Regions from separate parts of the Anser cygnoides genome. Here region 2 is linked to region 1. The links are chromatin contacts, called in public Hi-C maps. All regions are on one chromosome and are shown on one strand. The core of a region is the stretch at or near the end of the contact, and the rest is flanking DNA. Distances in the headings are between cores, read along the strand shown. Region 1 holds the start of TM2D1 (TM2 domain containing 1). Region 2 holds the start of USP1 (ubiquitin specific peptidase 1).

Region 1 (4,765 bases), core at 154-2,653:
AGAGTGCACTCTGTCCCTGGCCTTTCTTTTCCAATTGCTGAAAGGAATGTCAATTTTCATTTGCATACTTTATCTGCTGAATTCTAGACTGCCAATTTAGTTTACACAAATCTCCCAAAAGCTGTTAGACAGCCAGTGATGTGAAATATTGCTGAGATCTTTGTCAGACATCCATATATTTTAAATCAACATTTTTACTGATTCTTTGAGCACCTGGGGCCATAACAGACCTTTCATTGGTACTGACAGACTCATACATAAGTCACCATTCATCCACAAAAATAATCACTGGTGAAACCAGAAGACTTTAGGAAGGGCTGGTTAATAATGACATTCTCTTAAATACCACCTGGGAGTTGTTTCCAACCTTTTAAAGTTTCTATGTCCCCATTTGTTTTTCAGGAAATGCTTCTAGAGCAGACGAAAACTTCTGACAGTAGTGCTGCCTTTCCCAAGTTCGTTCACCACTGAACAGTCTCTTCATTTCAAACAGTCCGTGATCCCCAGCAGCTCACAGCTGAAAAATGATGCTTTCAGAAACAAGCACTAGAAAAATATGGAATAATCTTCAAAAAAGTGAGAAAAAACAAAGGTTGGTAATCACCACAAAATACCTTACAAGGAGCAAACACTGATGAAGATAAAGCTTGCCTGCTCCAGGTATTTTGTATGTATTTCAAAAAAAAAAAAAAAAGAGAAAGAGAGAAAGAAAGAAAAAGTAGAGAAAAAGAAAAAAGAAGAAAGAGAAAGTACTTTAACAGTATACAATCACAATTTTACATGAAAACCCAGGCTGGCTCAAGGGCTCTCCTAGCCAGGCCTGGCAGAGCCGGGCGGGCACAGGCCAGCCGCTTTACCTCACACCTTGAGGAATTTTCTCTGACACTCTCGACGGCGCCCACAGCGCCCGGGACGCTCCCGGGCACCAGGCGGGAGGTTAGGCCTGCCATGCCCAGCCCTCACGCCGGTGATCGCCCCCCGGCCCCGTACTTGTCCTCCAGCTGCCTGCCCACGCCGCTCTCACCCGGCCGAGCCCAGCCCTCGCCAGCCTCTTCCAGGCGACTCCCGGAGCAGGGGACGCCCCCACAGAGCAGCCCCGGGTCCCCTTGCGGCCCTTCACCGCCCCCCGTCGCCCCGCACCGCCCCGCTGAGGCGGGGCCGACATCTTGGGTAAGGGCAGGTGGGCGCCGTCCTCCCCGGCGGCCATCTTTGTCCAGGGTACGAGCCCAGCAGGGCTACACGGGCGCCATCTTAGGTAGGGGCACGCTGTGCCCTCACCGCCGCTCCGAGCTGCCTCAGGAGCCATATTTGCTGAGGTCAACCCCTGAAAGAGCCAAATAAATAAATAAATAAATAAATAAAAGCGGCACCTGCGGCATCCTGAGGGCTGCCCGCAGAGCCGGCTCCCCCGGAGGCAGGGCTATGGGGCTGCTCCTCCCCGCGGCGTCACTGACGGTAGCCGCGGCTCCCAAGATGGCCGCCCGGCCGGGGCGGCGGCCGGCGGGGATGGGGCGCCGGTGGCGAGGGGTGGCCGAGGCCCCGTTCCCTTTCCTCCTCCTCGTCCTCCTCCTCCTCTGGTTCGCAGCCGTGAGGGCAGCGGCGAGCTCGGAGCCGCCGCTCAAGTGCGACGAGCTGCGGCTGGGGCAATATCCTGAGCGCGGCCGCGGCGGGGGGATGGGGGCTGTGGGGGTGATGGGGCTGGCGGCTGTAGGACACTGGGGGGCACCGGGGGTAGGGACGCCCTAGGGTCCTGAGCTGGAAGCAGCGGCAGGGAGGATGTGTGTGGTGGTACAGGTTTATTTGGGGGTGGCGTAGCGTGTGGCTGTGTGCAGGTCGGGGTGCGCCTGGTGTTCAACGAGAAGATCCCGTGTGATGGGAGACCCTCCTGCCCCTTCGCCTTCTTGTGTTCGTTTTCAGGACGCTCAAGTGAGAGCCAGTGTCTTCCCAAAATGTTGGGTCTGCCTCCCCCAGCCAAGCGAGAAGGTCTCAGGTGTTAGCCCAAGCTGCAAGTTGTTTCCAGAGGCGCGTCAGGCCTTCCCGAGGAGATGGATGGTGAGGGCAGCTGGCCGTTGGCGACGTGGCTGCAGATCAAAAGTGTCAGGAAAGCAAAGCTTGGAAAAAAAGCTAACTTCATCTCCTGCCTTACTTGACCGTGGGAGTTCAGACCTCAGAAAGTTTGTTCCTGCTCACGTTTTCTTTAGTCCAAATTCCTGGCGTTTCCGATGTTCGTTTTTAGGTGTTCTTTGAATTTTGTTTGTTATTGTAGCTTTAATCTTCTCAACCAAATGCCTCGGTTTAAAGGTACTCCGGTATCAAAATAAGGAAGGAAGCATAGGCTGGGGTTCTACCTTGTCGCCTTCAAATACAGAGACTGTGACTGATAAATATTGTAGTTCCCTTAGGTAGTGCTGACTGCAGCACTAATTAAACGTGGAGCTTATGCAATATATTGATGTATTAAATTGGATTAGCAGATTTGCTCTATGGTAATATGCTGTTCCTATTTTGGGGGATGGGGAGGGAGGAAAACTGACATCAAGGTACATCTTTAATCCTCAGAGGTTAAAGAGGGTGGAATAAATTAATGTTAAACCCGTTGTAGTGTTTGATATGAAAAATGTTTTCCTCAATTACCTGAACATATATGTGTGATGAGCCTAAAATAGACAATAGTACACAAGAACCAATGAATTGTACAAATCACACGGCATATGGTAAGGATTTCTAATTTCTAACATATATTGACAGTAATTACATTTTCCAAGGAAGTATTTAATTCATGCATTTATGTATCTGCTAGATGAGCTTTTAAAACATGGGATTAGTAATGTCATTAGTGTGAAAGCCTGAAACATTTGTGTACATTGGATGCTTCACTGAAAATGAATAAATACGTTGTTTCTCACTGGTATGTTTTTAAGTGAGGTTTCTGGTAAACCTCTTCAAAGTATATCTTCTAGGCCCTGTCCTTCACTACTGTGATTAGAGCAAACCATTCCTGTCCTACTCAGTTTTGCATATACTTAGAAGAATTGACATATGGCAGAGCAGCCTCAAAACCTTCAAAATCTTAAAAATCCTTTTAAGGAAGGATGGTGCCTTCCATCATCAAGAGTTTTTGGTGACATGAGGGTCTCTTTTGAAAGCAGTTACGCTTATTTTGATGTTAAATTTCAGATTTTCTTTGGAGTACAACAGAAACACAGTTAAATTTGTCGCTTGCTTTATTACATATGGTTAGTTTTTCTGGTGTTTGCAGGCATTGAAGTAAATGGTCTCTTTGTTAGCTAATTTGCTTAATGTACACTCGTGTTTAAAATGCGTGCGTATGCTTGTTGTCTTTCAGATTTTACTGTGTATAAACACTAAATAATTTTCTTTATTGGGATGCTTAGGGATAGTGGAGGTTTTCCAAGTACTTTTCAGAGACTGGATGAAAGTACTTTCCAAAATACATCCCCCTGTAAGTTATTCAGTCCTTTACATCATCTTTGATATTGTGTCCCTGATTATAGACAGGCAGTCAGTGAGCCAAAGAATATTCTGTAGTTTGGTCACAACTCACATTGGTAGTTGTGTCTAACCATATGATTGTATTCAATATACCATACATTTGCTTCAGAGTGGAGGAGGTTGCTGAATTTATTAACGTGTTCATTTCTATATCTGTATAGAATTTTTACACATACAGCAGTCTTTAGATTGTCCTCACAGTATGAGTCATTTCCTCTATCATTATTATCTAAATAATAAAAAGTTGGTCTTAAAGCTCATGCTTGAAGCACTACAGTCTCTAAACATCTTTCTGGATTTCATCATCCAAACAAGTAGGGGTTTAATTCAAAGCATCCAAGTAGTCTCATAGAGTAGCGGGTTTGGAGCCGTACTGGCATGACTCTGACAAGAAGACCGTGTCCTTCCCTGTGTCAATATTTTAACTGCTGTGGGCTTCTTCTAAATAGAAAGCACTGCTTTCTTTGCTTAATTTTTGGAAGAGAAAAAATGTTGTTTTCTGTAGTTGTATCAGATGAGGCACGTTGATCAGTAACTTCCATGTACGACTTCATGACAATTAAGTCCAGACATAGCTTTCTTTTTTTTCCCCTGTTACAGATACTGACCATCTGAACTTAATTTTTAACTTAAGTTTTGAGATGGTCCTACACAATGTGGATAGATATTTTAAAAAATAAATAAATCCAAGTCCTCATCTTCTTTCCTTTGGGTATTACTGGAGAATCAGGAAAGAAATGTTGAACCCGTCTAGCAGTTCAGTTAGAACTAATCAACAGGTCTCACAAGTACTGAAAGCTACTACAAAGTGTATAAAGGACTGGAATTCTCCCCTTTAAAACAACTCACTAAAACAGTGGAGAGTGACTAATATTGTGGTAATACATTGCAGGCTTTTACTAGATATATCTAGTAATATACTTAAAGTATCATTCCTGTGTGCACTGTGCTGTGTCTCAAGACTGTTGCATGGTATAACTTCACTTGTTTATTTCACCTGTGTTGTCGGGAAAATGCTACAATATCCAGTCGGCTACTGCTTAATTGCAAATAATTTTTTTTGTCCTCAGTTCAGTGTCTGCCAGCACCAAATATTACCTGTAAAGATCACCTTGGCGTAGAAAAAGTCTTTACTGGACATGAAGTTGGATTTTACAAGCCTATTGCATGCCGCAATGTGTAAGTACACTGTTATTTTTTGTAGTAATTTATCTTTGTTTTCACATTGAATTTTTTCTAAAATGGTATGATG
Region 2 (4,781 bases), core at 927-3,426, 190 kb before region 1:
AGAGCTTAAGGCTCGCGCTTACAAGTTTACAGACACTCTGAGCACTGCCAAGTTCGAACACAAGTTCAAAACTTCTCACACTTATTTTTTACCTGAAATAGCACTACAGAAAACAATACTTCAAAACTTATTACAAACAGAAGGAAACAGCTCTATTTTCAGTACCGTCCTGGCACGTAGCCTCACCTGCGCAAAGGCAAGTAAAGGAACACGTAGGGAGATACGTTACCTTTTCTGCTTTTTGCTCTCCTTCTTCTTTCAAAGATTCTTTCTTCTTTGAAATGATATTATATAAATGCTTTACTCCAGTTTTAAAACCAGGACAAAAATATAACACCTAAAAGCAACAGTTTAAAACAAAATAATAATTGGTAAGCTAAGTTATTTGACATCACACGTCCACACTTACAATCCAACTAGCTTTGCACCTCCCGAGGCTGCTGCACAGCACGCGAAGATTTCGGATTATTCAGGGCAGGGACATGGCTGGAGTATGTAAACTGACAAATTAATCATCAAGACAATCCGTGGTGCACACGCTTCCTGCACTATCATCCTTTTCCTGCACTATCATCCTTTTTTCCCCACTGTAACTAGATTCCCTGTATACAACACCCAGACATCTCCTATACAATGTCAAACTAAAAATCTCATCTATTTGTGCTTAACCAAAACAAAAGGATCTTTTTTGAGGCCCCGAAACGCGATCTTACCTGAAGGATGCTGTTCAGGTAACAAGTGTTACCAAGATTATTCAGGCCCACAAAAGGCAACATGTTGTCTTTCTTCTCACAGCTGACAAGCAACGGAGGCTGTGCTGCAGGAACAACCTGGTCACTATAAAACAGTGAAAACAGAATTAATGACTAACGAGCACAGATGAAAACGGTGTCAAGGCATTTCTGAGAATCTCTACATGGCTACTCCAGGCACTCAAAGAGAGGCCAACTCCACCGTAACCCTTCTTTCTAGCAACCTACTCAAAAAGAGGCAGGTTTACGAGAGGCGTGTGTCTGCCATTACTCCCAACACCCACCTCTCAAGAAGCGGAGTGATTTAAGGCACCAGTAAAGCTCTCTTTACAATACTTTTGTGTGTTCTTTGTTCATTCTTAGTGCAGCTCCAAGAAAAACGCTATGTGTGCAGCACATATTTTCTATTACTGTCCCTTGCTCCAGATTCATATCACTTCATTGCTGGGAGCATAACAAGCAAATAAATATAGAAGGGGGGAAAAAAATAACAAAAAACCTGGCGCATTACACACAGCGCTGATGCACTGTACTGATACACCAGACAGAACCACGTCTCAAAGCCTCCAACACGTTTATCGCAATGAGGCAATTTTCCTTCTCCCATTTCACTTCCTCACTAGCTGCAGGGAGACGAGCTGCCGAGTTCACCCAGGGCTCAAACACCCAACAATAACGCACGGCAGTGAGCGGTGGACTCGGTGCTTTTACTCCCAGCATAAGGGACCTTCCATATCCAATGTTTTTTCTGCAGGATTCATTTTGTAAAAGCGACAATTTTAAAGTTTCGATACTTCAGCAGAAGGGGAATCGCTTTCTATCGAGCTGAGCTGAGGGAAACTTTGTCTGAACCTCCCGAGGCAGCCGCCGGCAGCCCGGCCGTGCCGCCGCCCCCCCGCCCCCCGGCTCCCCACGCACACGTCGGCTCCCCGCGGCTCGGGGCTGCTCCCGCCGCCGTCCTGCGGCTCGGCGAAGTCCAGCGCCCGCTTGGCCTCCTTCTTCTGGAACAGCTTCAGCGACAGCCGGCTCCGCTTCGACGGGCTGCCCCGCAACGCCGCTCCGCTCTCGCTGGGGAGCACCCCGGGCATCTTCCCGGCCGGGAAACGCCACCTGCGGCGGGCACACACGGGGCGGCGTCGGACCGGCACCGGCACCCTGGGAGCGGCCCCGGCCCCTCAGCCCCGTCCCTCACGGCCCCGGCCCCACCGCCCCCACCGCCCCCGTGGCCCGCCCCGGCCCCTCAGCCCGGTCCCGGCGCTCACCGCTACATGGCGGCCCTGCGCGTCCCGTCACGGCCCGGCCCGGCCCGTCACGGCCCCGCCGCCCCCGCCCGCCGGGGGCCGTCGCTATGGAGACCGCGGGCCCCGGCCGCGCCGCCCGCCCCGCCACGGGAAACTTGGCGCGTTTGCCTTGCCGCCAGGACCCCCGCCCGCCGCGCTCCTCGCGCCCAGCCGCCGCGGGCTGCCCTGATCAAACGCCCGACACGGAGCCGAAGGCGAGGCTCGCTGGCACCGCGGGGGCATGGTGGCCGTCGGGCTTCACCCGCTCGCTGGGCGGGGGAGGCAAAGCAATGCCTCAGCGAGCGCTCTGCCGGCGGTACCGGCGCCGAACCGCTGTCTCCGCCGTCAGGCAGTGCGGCGGGCAGCCCGCGGGGTCCTGCCTGAGCGCGCGCGGGCGCTGGCAACGGCCTAGGCAAAGGCCCGGGACTCGCGCCGGGGGAAGGGGGGGGGGGGGGGGGCGGCTGGGCCGAACCATTCCGCAAGGACACCCCCGCCCCCCCCCTCCGGAGGCGGAGGTGGATTGATCCAAAGGAAGCCCCGCCCCTCCCCGCCTCAGCCAATCACAGCGGGAGGCGCCGTGAGGCGGCCGCCGGCCCGCAGCGCCCCCGCGCGGCTGGTTGGGGGGGGGGGGCGGCAGCTGCCTGCTGTGAGGAAAAGCTCGGCTGCCTCAGCGGCGGGGAGCGAGCGTTCGGACTTCTTAATAAAAATAATTAAACTGATTTCCAACCCAGCGCCAGTCGTACACGAAACGAACATCTGCACAACACAGAACCGCCCTGTTTATTCAGTAATTCGTCCGTGGCTCCACATGCTGAGAATCACAAGCTCTCGCCTGCACATCCATTGCTGCTCGCATACTTCACAAATTTGGGGGGCTCTGAGAACTGGTCCATATTTACTCCTTATAAGGTCCATTTTTCACAGTTATTCTCTCGTGGGACTTAGTGTGAGATGGGAGAAATATGGCAATGTCACCACAGTAAATATTTCTTATGAAGCATAAATTGGCTATATTAGGTCTGTACACTACAATGCTATGTAATTGAATATTGCTCCAAAATGTCAGAAATCTTTTAAAGGTTCACCTTTTATCTGAGAACTAAGGAGTTCTGTGTGGCACGCAAAGCTTTTAGGCACTGGTGTTACCAGTTGCGTTACGAGAAAAGCCTGGTAAGCCAGGACACTTGTTCATTTAGATCACATCTGTGACTCACAGGAAAACTTTGGTAAAAAAATTCCACCTTACTCACTAAGATATTTTACCCGTTTAGCTTCATAACCGACTTTCAGCCATGCCCAGGCATTGGCCTTAGCTCCACACCATTTTCTGAAAGCTGTTAGTGCTGACCCCGTCCTCGCCACGTGCCTGTGTTTTACTCCCATCCCTTCAGGCAGCTCCCCAGTTGCTCATGTTTATGTCTTTGGGTTTCCTGCACAGCAATGTATAACTTTGCAATTTGCTGTGTCAGATGTGTAAGTGATAGAACAAAATTAGAAGCCTGGCTCTTAGACTAAAGAGTGTTTTTTATAGCCGTTTAATTTTGAAAAGTTCTTGGCGATCTTTTTGGATTTTTTTACCTCGCTATATGAATTAATTATTACTGTAGATCAGTTTCCTTAAATATATATTTGGATTATGGCAGAAGCGATAGATACTCTGACAGTCATGCACACACTTGCTACACGTATTTGGCTATCACTTACAGGGCAAAATACACTCATATGCCTGCATACGGACAGGCCCATCACCCGAGGAACCAAGGTTCAGAGTCTCAAGGTACATATTGAGCTAAAATCTTATTAACCTGTCTAGTGGGACATACAAAGCCTCAAAGCTGGCTGGATAGCAAGCTCCCAGTGGAAGTTAAATGGATTTCGCATTTGTCCGAGTGCCTCAGGGGTCTGGGGTCTGCTGCCCTGCACTGCACCCGTGGGCAGATCCTGTATGGGTTCTGTTGACTGCACCAGCTAATAGACACCCAGCTCTGAAGAGGTTCTCTTGTACGAGACAAGAAGTGTTAGGAAGTCTTGTCCAGGGGGGTGGTGCCCAAAAGCCACGTTACTGCTTGGTTCCTTAATAACGTGTTTCATTAAATCTGCTTCATGCTACCCGTTTGAGTGGCCAGCAGAGCAGCGCCTTCAACAAGAGCTGGGAGCTGTTGGGCAATTAGGACCGTGGTAGTAACAGGGCTATGTGACTGGGACGGGGTGAAATCTGTCAGCGTTTGGACCTTGAATCAATCCTGAGCTGGAGTAAACTCCAAGGGCAGGAGTCCGGTCGTTCCAGGCAGCCTTGGATTTGATATGGCAGCGCTCCTCGCACATCTCTGTCAAATGGCACGACTGAGGCGGTTTATTACTTATTTGTATTGCATTTCAATAAAAGTCTACCCTGTCAAGTGCGTGGTTTGCTATCTGCTTTAACAAACACGATACAAGACCATTTACATCCAAAGATTTTACAATCTGACAGCCTGATCCACATGTACCAGTGTTTAGGTGAGTTTTAGGTACACTTGTGAATACAAATAGCATCAGTGACTTCAGAAGGCTTAGCTTTGGGCTTAAAGGTAGGCTTGTGAACGTTTACATGGTTTTCATTTCAGGTGCAGTAACTGAGTGAAACAGGGAAGGGAGACATTAGCAGAAAGTATTTTTTTGCAGAGACTGGAAGTGTCTACAGTTTTGCTCATGGTAATTCTGGGCTTTTGTTTTATGTATTACATTTTATTTGGCTGATGAAGTTGTC

What was found. A called contact is a pair of places that touch in the nucleus more often than the background predicts.
Region 2: a contact with region 1 is called in a Hi-C map of liver, with 6 times the contacts expected there. The contact joins the promoter of USP1 here to the promoter of TM2D1 in region 1. A contact is called at or near these places in 2 of 7 Hi-C or Micro-C datasets (both in liver).

The regions. Positions count from the first base shown.
Region 1 is chr8:30,636,458-30,641,222 of Taihu_goose_T2T_genome, reverse strand. TM2D1 (TM2 domain containing 1) reads left to right here and starts at 1,403. Exons shown (of 7, transcript XM_067001728.1): 1 at 1,403-1,650; 2 at 2,645-2,714; 3 at 4,584-4,692. The coding sequence starts at 1,423.
Region 2 is chr8:30,822,269-30,827,049 of Taihu_goose_T2T_genome, reverse strand. It overlaps USP1 (ubiquitin specific peptidase 1), which reads right to left and starts at 2,176. Exons shown (of 8, transcript XM_067001729.1): 1 at 2,015-2,176; 2 at 1,671-1,862; 3 at 714-837. The coding sequence starts at 1,840.